Regions from separate parts of the Sus scrofa genome. Here region 2 is linked to region 1. The links are chromatin contacts, called in public Hi-C maps. All regions are on one chromosome and are shown on one strand. The core of a region is the stretch at or near the end of the contact, and the rest is flanking DNA. Distances in the headings are between cores, read along the strand shown.

The links. A called contact is a pair of places that touch in the nucleus more often than the background predicts.
Region 2: a contact with region 1 is called in a Hi-C map of skeletal muscle, with 3 times the contacts expected there. The contact joins the enhancer-like site here to the promoter of NR3C2 in region 1. A contact is called at or near these places in 7 of 47 Hi-C or Micro-C datasets (embryonic fibroblasts, fetal heart ventricle, fetal skeletal muscle and 2 more) and 2 of 2 datasets of contacts at active chromatin or transcription factors (alveolar macrophages and skeletal muscle).

The regions. Positions count from the first base shown.
Region 1 is chr8:80,300,031-80,306,268 of Sscrofa11.1, forward strand. It overlaps NR3C2 (mineralocorticoid receptor), which reads left to right and starts at 3,142. Exons shown (of 9, transcript XM_021100657.1): 1 at 3,142-3,567. LOC110261980 (a long non-coding RNA gene) reads right to left here and starts at 4,229. Exons shown (of 3, transcript XR_002346407.1): 1 at 4,120-4,229.
Region 2 is chr8:80,381,996-80,388,105 of Sscrofa11.1, forward strand. All of the region lies in intron 2 of NR3C2 (mineralocorticoid receptor), which reads left to right. Among named protein-coding and RNA genes, the nearest start is that of NR3C2, 82 kb to the left of the region's middle. Within about 2 kb of position 2,701, at least 3 of the 83 cell types and tissues checked have an H3K27ac peak or open chromatin away from gene starts, as enhancers often do. A contact at or near this core is called in fetal skeletal muscle and skeletal muscle, where this site is marked.

The DNA of each region.
Region 1 (6,238 bases), core at 1,892-4,391:
TTATTTTTATTAAAATACACTGCTCTAAGCTCCTCCCCCCCTTTTCAAATACTGTACATTATTTCTAAATTTAGAACATCAGTGTAGGCACAGTGAAATCTGATTTGCTTCTAATAATATGGCATACTAATTGTGATGCATGTGCTGTTTGGTTCCTCTGTCATCTCAAAATCTGGTCATAGAAATGTATTAGGTTTGTGTGTTTTCTATTTAAAATGACTACGAATGAAATTAAGATAGACAGATGAATAAATAGTTAGGTAAACAAATATGGAGATTAATGAATAACCAAAGCTAATAAAAATATTCCAAATAGTCCGGAAAACTGAGTTTGTTTCTATTGTGGATATTAACAAAAACCCTGATATGTTTTGTATTTCTCTTCTGGTCCACAATTTCTTATTTGCTTGCAATGTTTATAAACTGCAGCATGTGTGTTTTCCAAAAACAAAGAAGTTCTATCTTATATTATTCCTCTATTCATCTTCTCTCTCCAACCCCCCTCCCTCCTTTCTCTCTCTGACTCTCTGTCTTTCTCAACTCTTTCTAACAGCTGGTAAGAAAAGAGCTGGGGGTGGGGAGAAGTCTATCTTTTTAGAAAGAAAAAAAAAATGCCAGCATGGCTAGGCTTATTAATGAAGTTATCTATGACCAAATGCATAGCCTTTAACTTTGTAAAATTACTGAATACAATTAAATTATATGACACCTTGTGGGGTTTACTTTCTTGTCAGTAAATAAAGATATAAAGGAGAAGTATTTTAATACATTTCAAAATATATTCAATTTGGGGGGAGTTGCTTATAATCTCACAGCTTAAGCAACTCCATGCATTTTTTTCTTTCCCCCAGTGTCAGCTGTTTGAAGACTATGGGATTAGGATCAGAAAACTAAGGGGTGGCTCTGCTAAAGCTGAAATAAAGAGCAAGGGAGGATTTTTTTCCAACACAAACTTAGATGATATTAGGCTTTGTATCTGAAGTTATATAATAGAGGATATGATGTCACACATGTAAATTGCAAAAGCTGAGCCAAGCACCTTATGGTAGCAAGCTTCAGGGAGTTTGACAGTAATGGGATGAAGGAGGGAGGTGTCCTGAGGTACAGCGACTGTAAAAGGAGGGTGAACAACTGTCAAAAGGGAGATAGTGGATGCTGCTTCCAGGTTTTAGACTATTTGGCAGCTGTAAATAGTCTCCAGCTATTTGGAAATGAAGTTAAGGTCCTTTTCTGTGCTTTTCCTGTTTTGATTTTTATTTTTCTTAAAAGCTTGTTTCCATCCTTTTGCAAAGAAAAAAATATTTCTAAAAGGAGGAAAAGAACAAAGTTTGTTAAGAGACAGCTTAAGCAAGTGATGACATTTCTAGGTATACATTTTTAAAGCTGGTAGGGCTCTTTAGTAATGGCCATTGGAACCTTTGGAACAAAGAGTTCTGAACAACTAGAAAAACCCGCATCTCCATCTCTGATGGAGTCTTGCAGAGACGTCTTTTGTGGGGTGATTCCCAGCAAAATCTTCAGATGAGGGAGCCGAAGATTGATCGTGGAGCTGATTTCTTTTTAGGGTGGCACAAGACCACCTCTTACAGCCAGCAAAAGGAAATTGGGAGAAGAGAGAAATTTAATGGTTCAAATATCCACAAACAAATAAAGGTTTGCCTATTAGTCATGGCAAGATTCTCCTAACATCTCTGTCGAAAGATGCTGATATACCTTCAGGAATATGGACCTCCCTGCAAGCTATTTTAGTGTGAAAAAGTTTCAAAAGAATATGTTTAAAAGCTCAGTGTTATAAACCCAAACTATTTTGAAGCACAGAAGATTAAAATTTGAGATTGGACAAGAGAAAATGCAGGAAGAAATCTTCTAGATTTCTAAAATGTTGCAGTTATAATAACCCCACTTTACAACAGAGTCTGATCCCTGAGTGGTTGTCTGTAATGGAAATTACTGATTAAAAGAGTGGTGGAGAACCTATGTAAAGAATATTTGAAGAAAACAGTTTGATAAAGGGGAAAGGAATAATCAATGCCTAACTTATCAACTTTTGTAAACTGAATTTACATTATAAAGTTTACATTAAATGAAGGGTCTTTTTCTCTAACATTTAATTATGAAAATTACAAACATACAAAAAAAGTTGAAGGAATTTTGCAGTGAACACCTGTATACGTACCTAGATCCTGCCATGAATACTGTACCATAAACATGTTTTAATCACATATCTATCCATCCTTCCATTTATATCAATCAACGCCAACCATCTATTTTTGATGAATTTCAAAATTCAGTTTTTGCAATCAGTACACTTGTCAATGATGGTTCTTTTTAAAAGTTCGCTAGATATTTATTACGTTAATTTTGAAAATTTATCATTTAATTATTTTCTTGATTTCACCTAAAGCATAGTACCTTATGAACTTAAATTCTCTCCACATAAGGGAACAGGAGAAAGGTTGTTTTGCTAGAGGCCAAATGCCACCTCGAGCCACGGGGTAGTGCCAACGCTGTGTGGGTGACAACGCAATGGACAGCTCAAGGCTAGGATCGAGGGGGAACGTGGTTGAAGAGAGGCAGTGATTGTTTTAACAGCGCAGCTCCGTGATTAACACGGTTTTGTGTGGGACGGGATTAACAACTTTCACAGCTATTTAGAAAGAAAATGGGAAAGAACCAGCAAAGGGCAGGGGGAGGGGGTCAATAAAGTCTGTAGGAAAAAGAGTGTTAAGCCAGGAAAAGGGCATGTGTGGTCAGTTCAAGGGGTTTAACTGAGTCGTAAAGGACAGCAAGCAGGGGTCTGTAAACGGTAGTGATAGCCACAAGTTCCCCCCGCCCCAATCTTCCACTAAGTGTAAATGTAACGGTGAGGTAGAAAAGGCTGGGGCTGAAGCGTCTGTCACACACGTGAGTGCTCCTGAACACGCGCACACATGCACACTTTTGCTCCGATGGGGGTGATTTGTGTGGCCGGGGGGGGAGGGGGACGTGGGACTTCTCTGGAGCCAGGAGGCGCTTGCGGCTCCGCAGGGCAGCCGGAGCCTGAGAATCCCTGGATCGCGGGTCACCGCTCCGCCCTCCGCCCCCCGCCGCGCGCCCGCGCGCCGCCAGCCGCCCTCCTGGCTCCGTCGCCCCTTTCACTTTCGCGTCGGCGTAGGTGTCTGCCCGGGCCGCGGGGGCGCGCGGGGCGGCACGGGGGCGCGCGGCGCTCGGCGAGCGGAGATGGGAGGGGGCCTGGCTCCCAGCCCCTTCCTCGGCTCGCTTCGCGGAGCTGGCGGCGGCGGCTTCTGAGCCGCTGTCACCGCGAAGGGACCGGTGGCGGCCGCCGCTCCTCGCCGCTCTCCCCACACGCCCCCGCGCGCAGACACCCGGTCCTTCCTCGGCACCCCCCCACGGTGGGGGTGGGGCAGAGGCGCGGCGAGCGGGAGACCGAGGGGGGAGAGGAGCCGTCTCGCCGGGTGGGCAGCCAGGCGGCAGGAAAAGAAACTTTTCCCTCCCGCCCCCCGCGCGTGGTCCCTAGCTCGCGTCTACCCCAGCGGCTGGGAACTGCACCTGAGGCCGGGGCGCGAGGTCAGGGCCGGGCTTTGGGGAACCGGGGGGAGGGGTGTTGGGTGACGTGCATTGGGGTTCCGTTTGCCCTCGGCCTCCTTACAGCCAGGGGCCAGGGTGGGAGGGCGGCCATCGGCACCCCCAGCCCCTGTTTCCCGCAAGCCGGTGTCTGGATGCTTTGCTGCCTCCTCCCGCTGGTGAGGGTGTGACCCGAGAAGGGGGCTGCGGCGCCGCGGGCTCCCCCTGAAGCCGCCCCCTCAACACACACTCGCCCACACACACTTACACGCTCCGTAGCCGGAGCTGTCACCGGTCACCCCAGGCCCGGGGAGGGGGCGCGGAGAGCCTGCTGCGGGGAGACCGGCGCGGGGTCATCCCGCCGGACTTCCCGGCTCACAGAGCCACCGTCGTCACCGCCCGGAGGCCAGCAGCCTCGGGAGAGGGGCCCGCTAGAGCCGCGGCCGCCGCTGCTGGGGGCGGGCAGGCACCCGCGTCCTCCTCTGCGCTATTTGGCGCCGCCGCCTTGCCTCCTCCTGCGGGGTAACAACACTACTGCTCTATTGCTCTACCCACCGTCAGTAGGGCGACTGCCGGATTATCTTCCTCTCCATCCTTACTGCCAATCCGCTAATATTGGAGTTGCTGCTGGCGGCGGAGGCAGCAGGAGTGTGGCTGCCCCCACCCACCCCCCGCCCCGCGCCCCAGCCTCCCCACCATGTCCTAGAAAAGGTGAGTGCAGCGACAGTCACTTTGCGCTGACAGCGGTGGGAGGGGGCCCGGGAATCGCAAGGCGGCCCTGGGCAAGGCACGGTCTGCGCAGAGAGCGCGGGTTCGCAAACCGAGGTGGGCTGCGGGCAGGAGACTAGGTGCCCGCGCGGCTGCCTTCGGGCAGGGGTGCTGGGCAGCAGGCGAGCAATCGCGGCGGCTGTCCCTGCAAGATTCTAACCTAGATTTTGCAAGAAGCTGAGATCCAGGGCAAGACCAGCCCTCCGTAAGGGAGGTAAAAACTTAGTAAAAGAGGCACGTCCATTCCTTAAGTAATGAATAATTCGGCAGCGCAGGCGGAGACGCCGTCTCCTCGCGTGCCCAGGCGCTGGGTCTGAGACTCCCCCCTCGCTTCTGCCCGCCGCCTGCTTTCCGCCCCGAGTGCGATCGATGCCTGGCAGCTCGCTTGGCCGGGAGAGTGCGCAAAACTGAGGGCCCTACGGGAAAGTTGGGACACTTGCGAGGACTCCCGGCTGTGGGGCACCGGGGGCGCTCAGCGCGAGGACTGCGAGCACCTGAATCAGGGGCCGGGACCAGCTCTCCTGCGCTGCTGCTGTCACTCCCGCCGCCAGGGAGTTCCCTACCTGGGGCGGCTGGGAGTTCGAATCTTCCTGGGTTCAGAGTCTGGAATCCCGAAGCTTAATTAACTGTAAGAAGAGGAGGGGCCTTGGGGCACTGGGAGAACCGCCCCCCCCACCCCCACCCCAGTGCACCAGTCTTCCCAGTGTGGCTGGTGTGCGGCAAGGGTGAGGCGGGAGGCAGCACAGCTGCCGCCGCCGGGCTGCGGGTCGCGAAGGGCCGGGGGACCAGATTTAGGTGTGTACGTCACTGGTGTTGACTGTGGGCCAGTCGGGAATCTAAAACGGAGCCTCTTACGCGGAGCCTCACAGTCCTTAGAAATCAAAGTTAAGAAGCTCATCTTTTGCTTAGTAACTACAATGTTTTGGGTGGGCGGGAGGAGAGTCGAGGTGGAGGCGGTTGGAGGGAAACCGAAATTTCTTCTTGCATACACTTGATCCTTAGGAAACAGTTTGTTTCCTTGCCACTCTTGTTTGTTTCTCCCAATTATGTGCACCCCCTCCCACCTATTATAAAGAAAAGACTATCCATGGTAGGGCTTTTTCAAACTGAACTAGTGGAAAAATCCAGTACGAAAGTAATACAGCAACAAAATTATAAAGAAGGGGTGCAGCAGCTTTTCACCATCGCACTTTTTTTTGGGGGGGGAGTGGGAGAGAAGTTGTATTTAAAGGGCTTTGGCTGCGCTGAAGTCACCCGCTTTTCCGGCACGGTTAAAACAAGGAAATTCAAATCGAGTGGGAACGTGATCCTCTTGCTCGCTGGCAGTGGACGCTGCGGCTGCTCTGCTGAGAGGTAACTCGGAAGGCAGAGAAAAGGGGCGGGGAGCGGAACCTCGGGGGTCGGGAGAAGCCCACTAAGAGACCTCCGCTGCGCGCGGACGCTGTGGGCGGCGCCTGGGCCAGGGCTGCCGCTCACCTGGCGCTGCAGGTGGAGAGCCTCAGGGGATTACACCTTGACCGGCTTTGGGAAAAAGCGACTTCTTCCGCGTCACCAGACTTTTTATTTCTTTCCAGACATCATAGGGTTAGCCAGGAGGAGAGCCAGGTGGGCGCGAGCAGGTTTGGGACAGTCGAGCGAGGGGACGAGGGGGGTGGGCAGCGTCTGGAGGATACCTAGTGGCGTAGACACTGCCCTGCACCCTAAGCGGCCGCCGCTTCTGCGGCTTTAAGGGAGCTGCCGAGTCCAGGCTGTGTCGCAGCAACTTTGTATCAGTCATGTCGTCCTCCTGGTGACTGACAGCCAGGGTTGTCCAATGAGAAGCCAGCCTGACCCGCGAAGCGTGGAACCTTGCTTCCCTGCGGGCCAATGGGAAGGGCTCAGGGGGGCGGGATAGCAACCTGAACTT
Region 2 (6,110 bases), core at 1,451-3,950, 82 kb after region 1:
CAACAAGTATACATATATATGAATATATATAAAATCAGATATTACTAAAAAAATCTTTCAATTATAAGTAATATATAAATTCCTCTAGCAGTAAGAGAAGGCTGTACTTCTGACTTTTGAACTAATTAAAATGAAAAAGTTCTTTAAAGGGATTAAACTATCTGAAGCATACTCAGAAATCAGTGGAAGGTTTGGCATGTTTAATCTTATTATCGCCTCACATCATGCCTATAACTTAATAACTTTTTCTTTGGAATTGATCCAGCGAATATCTGAGTTTAAGTATTATGGACTTGGAAGAATAAAATGTTATCAGCTTTTTCCTTCCATATACCTTCCCTTTGGTAACAGACCATTTTTTAATGTTATAAAATATGCATAATATAAACTATATAAAATACATATAGATATAAATATGTATGATTATTAAATATATTATTTAAAATAAACTAGTATGAATTAGATTGCTTTTAGATGCATTGTATTTTCTAATTACCAGTAGGAAATGTTTTTTTAAACTTGAGTTAAATATTTTCTTACATGTTAAGAAATTTTCTTTAGTGTTTGACTGCATCTGTTCACTTTTGGGCAGTGCTGAGATTACCAGTTGTACTATCTTAAGGAGTCTAGGAGTGAGTCTCGGAGATTTTTAGAAAATGAGACATTTTTCTGCTCTGGTTTATTTATCCATAGAATACTTTTGGAGGCGGAATATGATATTTAATGTTTTATTTTATCAGAGACGAGATCTTAGTTTAAGTGCCTTACGGTTGAAAAACTAGTTAGTCCTCATTTGTTAAAACATCATGCCAGATGTATTTTGCTTCCGTTTTAGGTATATTCTAATGAAATCATGACCAAGGATTTTTGGTACCTGAGCAGTATTCACCCATTGTTACTTCTTTTCTGACTAGGGCACCAACAGTAGTGGGCATGAGATAGTAGAGGATGTTTTCAGAATGAATAAATGAATAATCAAGGACACAGAAGTAGTCATTTTCATGGAAGAACTTAAGAAGTTGACTTCCTCTTCCTTGTCCTTTTAATCTTTCTGTCACTCACTGGTTTATGCCCTTAAGCAATGACCTCATTTGTATCTAATCTTTCGTTTCTCCATTTGTATAATTTCTATTGTGGTACCTATCTCTCACGTGATAGGTAGATCATGTTTTCATTTTAGCAAAATTTTAAGAAAAATGGTCAGTGTAAATTTGAACATCCCTCTAAAATTGGCATCCCTCTAAAATTCTTGGTGCTTTTGAAATTTTTTTTCTGTTTGTTTTCTCTCTCATGGATTAGAGACTTTGTTTAAATTGACTGTTTATACACAAGATTATTGGTATAAAATTTTCACTTTCTGTAACACAGGATATGCCTGTTCAGTTCTGTGATGTAATAGTGTCTTTGGGAGCCTCTTTTGTCTCTGTATATTTATAGAATTGTAGAATTAGAAAGTCGTTAACCAAAGGGTCCTTGGCCCTTATCTACTTCCCTCTGCAGACAGGTCCAGAGAAGTTTTTACCAGCTATCCTTTGTCCCCCATGATTATAAGAATTAAAAGTAATGAAGGAAACTTAACATTTATAACTTACTTTCTAAATAATACTTACTGGTAAGATTGAGGGTTTTTTTTTCTGTTTTATTTTAAAGTAAACCAGACTGTGAGCATATCTTGTTTTTTCCAAACTTTAGCACCCTCTCCCATTCATCCATTTCTATTTCTTATAAACTGCATAATTAGGGAAACCCCTATCTAAACCTATTGATTTTGGCAGAATTCCATGTAGCTTTACCCAAAATAATACACATCTGTTTCTTTCACATGTAAGGCTTACTGACACACACAGGCACACACACACACACACACACACACACAGACATTGGAAAAAAATGTTACATAGAAGGCTAATTATATGATTCTTCTAACCATACTACTTTCAGAATTACTTTCATAAGAAAAATCTTAGCAGAATAAGCTAAGAACAAACTAAGGTTTTTCTTATGAAGGTAATCCTGAAAGTGGTATGGTTAGAAAAATCAAATAAAACAGACTCACAGAGAACAGACTTGTGGTTGCCAAGGGGGAGAGGGGAGAGAGTGGGATGGACAGGGAGTTTTGGGTTAGTAGATGCAAAGTACTACATTTAGAATAGATAAGCAGTGAGGTCCTGCTGTATAGCATAGAGAACTGTATCCAGTCTCTTGGGGTAGAACATGATGGAAGATAGTATGAGAAAAAGAATGTAGTGTATGGATAACTGGATCACTTTGCTGTACAGTAGAAAGTGGCACAATGTTGCAAATCAGCTATACTTTAATTTAAAAAAAAAAGTAGAAAAAGAAAATCCGTAGCAGAATAAAATTTTCATTACCAAGTCAGGGTTTTGCTGTCATTTAACTGTCAAGTTATTTTAATTGATTTGCAGTGAGGTGACTCCAGATGTTGAGCCCTAAGAAAATAAGTAGCAAGTAGACAGAAAAAGCTGTCCTCTGAGCGCTCCTGTCGGTTTTCATGCCTTTGGTAGCCTGTCTGACCAGGTCAGTCCTGCAGTATGTGGGGCCCCAGATCCAGGTTTCCTTCCCTAAACAGCAGGAGCTCTGCCTTGTTTTCTGGTCAGACTGCATGGCTGAGTCTGGCCAGTTGTCTCACACCTGTCACTGGCCATCCATCCCCAGGGGGCAGATCTTCCCATCCATCACCACTGCTAGCAAAACACTTCAAAGCGCATGCCACCCTGAGGACGGGCTGGCCGCACCATCGAGGTCTACAGGAAAGCAGGCTGTGACCAATTTAGAAAGTTACTGCTTCTAAAAACGCTGTGCTGGGTTCCAGCCCCTCAGGGTCATCCTTTGCATCTGATTCTGTGTGATTTCTGCGGGGTGCTTGGAGAGACAGCCAGCCATCCTAGCTAGCCCTGAGCTCCCAGGGAAGTCGTGTGGCTTTTAACAGAGTAGCTTACTGCGCCCTGCACCCGCAACATCATCCTGCCCCCGTCTGTCTTGTTCTCCTCATTAGGATCCTGCCGAGAGGGGAAAATGAGTGACTCAGAATAAGGATTTCTATAGTGACATCAGAGTGGGCACAGTCCATGTGCTGTGGAGAAACGGCACATGATGCTTTAAAATTTGGAGAAGCGGAGTTCTTGTCGTGGCGCAGTGGTTAACGAATCTGACTAGGAACCATGAGGTTGCGGGTTCAGTCCCTGCCCTTGCTCAGTGGGTTAAAGATCCGGTGTTGCCGTGAACTGTGGTGTAGGTTGCAGACGCGGCTCGGATCCCACGTTGCTGTGGCTCTGGTGTAGGCCGGTGGCTGCAGCTCCGATTGGACCCCTAGCCTGGGAACCTCCATATGCCGCAGGAGCGGCCCAAGAAATAGCAAAAAGACAAAAAATAAAAATAAAAAATAAATAAAAATAAAATTTGGAGAAGCTGTGAAGGATTTAAGAGGAAGGGTGAGCGTGGTGATTACATTCATGCTGAAGAAAAAATGCTTGTCGGTTTTCAGATCTGTTACCAGTTAAGTTTTGTCAGTTGATTTTTTTATTGTTGTTCAACTAATTTTCTGTGCTTCAAGTCAAGTGTCTGTTTCTGATAATGCTTCCACTTGGGCATTTACATTTCTGCAGGCGAATGTCATAAAACGAGGCTAAGTGCAGATGAAGAGCTTTAGAAGCTGACTTATATATGTCTGTGCAAACCAGGATGCTAATTTGTTTTTTTTTTAATTTTATTGGCATATAGTTGACTTACAAAGTTGTGTTAATTTCAGGCATACCGCAAAGTAAATCAGTTATACGTAGACGTATATCCATTCCTTTTCAGCTTAGACTTCTAATTTATTTATTTATTTATTGGTATTTCTTTCTTTTTTTTAATCATTTATTTATATATAAATTTTTTTTTCTACTGTACAGCATGGTGACCCAGTTACATGTACATGTATACATTCTTTTTTCTCACATTACGTGTTCCATCATAAGTGACTAGACAGAGTTCCCAATGATACACAGCAGGATCTCATTGCTAATCCATCCCAAAGGCAACATTCTACATCTGTTTACCCCAAGCTCCCAGTCTGTCCCATTCCTCCCCCTTCCCCCTTGGCAACCACAAGTCAATTCTCCAAGTCCATGATTTTCTTTTCTGTGGAAAGGTTCCTTTGTGCCCTATATTAGATTCCAGATATAAGTGATATCATATGGTATTTGTCTTTCTCTTTCTGACTTACTTCACTCAGGATGAGTGTTTCTAGTTCCATCCATGTTGCTGTAAATGGCATTGTTTTGTTCTTTTTTACGACTGAGTAGTATTCCATTGTGTATATATACCACATCTTCCTGATCCAGTCATCTATCAGTGGATATTTACGTTGATTCCATGTCTTGGATATTGTGAATAGTGCTGCCAAGAACATGCAATGAATGTGTGGGTGCATGTGTCTTTTTTAAGGAAAGTTTTGTCTGGATATATGCCCAAGAGTGGGATTGCTGGGTCATATGGTAGTTCTATGTATAGTTTTCTAAGATACCTCCATACTGTTCTCCATAATGGTTGTACCAGCTTACATTCCCACCAACAGTGAAGGAGGGTTCCATTTCCTCCACACCCCCTCCAGCATTCGTTATTTGTGGACTTAATAATTATGGCCATTCTGGCTGGTGCGAGGTGGTATCTCATGGAAGTTTTTTGTTTTTTGTTTTTTGTTTTATCTTTTTGCCGTTTCTTGGGCTGCTCCTGCAGCGTATGGAGGTTCCCAGGCTAGGAGTCTAATCAGAGCTGTAGCTGCCAGCCTACGCCAGAACCACAGCAACGTGGGATCCGAGCCGCATCTGAAACCTATACCACAGCTCACGGCAATGCCCGATGCTTAATCCACTGAGCAAAGGTAGGGATCAAACCCGAAACCTCATGGTTCCTAGTTAGATTTGTTAACCACTGCGCCACAACGGGAACTCCTTGTGGAAGTTTTGATTTGCATTTCTCTAATGATCAGTGATGTTGAGCATTGTTTCAAGTGCTTGTTGGCCATCTGTATATCTTCCTTGGAGAAATGTCTATTCAAGTCCTATGCCCATTTTTCAATTGGGTTGTTGGCTTTTTTGCTGTTGAGTTGTATAAGTTGTTTGTATATTTTAGAGATTAGGCCCTTGTCAGTTGCATCATTTGAAACTATTTTCTCCCATTCTGTAAGTTGTCTTTTTGTTTTCCTTTGCTGTGCAAATGGCATTGTTCTTTTTTTGTGGTTGAGTAATATTCCTGCCCCTGCCCCAATCTCACACCTTCTTTATCCATTCATCTATTGATGGACATTTAGGTTGCTTCCATGTCTTGACTATTGTAAATACTGCTGCAGTTAGCCTTGAGGTACATGTGTCTTTTCAAATTATGTTTTTCTCTGGATATATGCCCAGATGTGGGATTGCAGGATTACATGGTAGCTCTATTTTTAGTTTTTAAAGGAAGCTCTTTACTGTTCTTCATAGTGGCTATGCCAGTTTACATTCCCATCAACAGTGTAGGAGGGTTCCTTTTTTTCCACAGCATTTATTATTTATAGACTTTTTTTGGCCATGCTTGTGGCATGTGGAAGTTCCCTGCGCAGGAATCAAATCCATGCCACAGCAGCAACCTGAGCCATAGCAGTGACAATACCAGGTCCTTAACCCACTGAGCCACCAGGGAACTCCCATTACTTGTACACTTTTTTTTGTCTTTTTAGGACCACACCCATGGCATATGGAGGTTCACAGGCTAGGGGTATAATGGGAGCTGTTGCTGCCGGCCTACACCACAGCCACAGCAATGCCAGATCCAAGCCTTGTCTTTGACCTACACCACAGCTCATGGCAATGCCAGATCCTTAACCCTCTGAGCAGGGCCAAGGATCGAACCCACAACCTCATGGCTCCTAGTCGGATTCGTTTCTGCTGTGCCACAATGGGAACTCCACTTGGAGACTTTTTGATACTTGCTGTTACAACTGGTGTGAGGCGGCCCCTCCCTTAGTCACATTTAATGAGCCACTATATACTGACAGAATATAAGGACTCCTGGTTGCCCTTGGTGTAACTAGGACCATGGAGGGATTAACTTTGGGAGTATGTATGTTC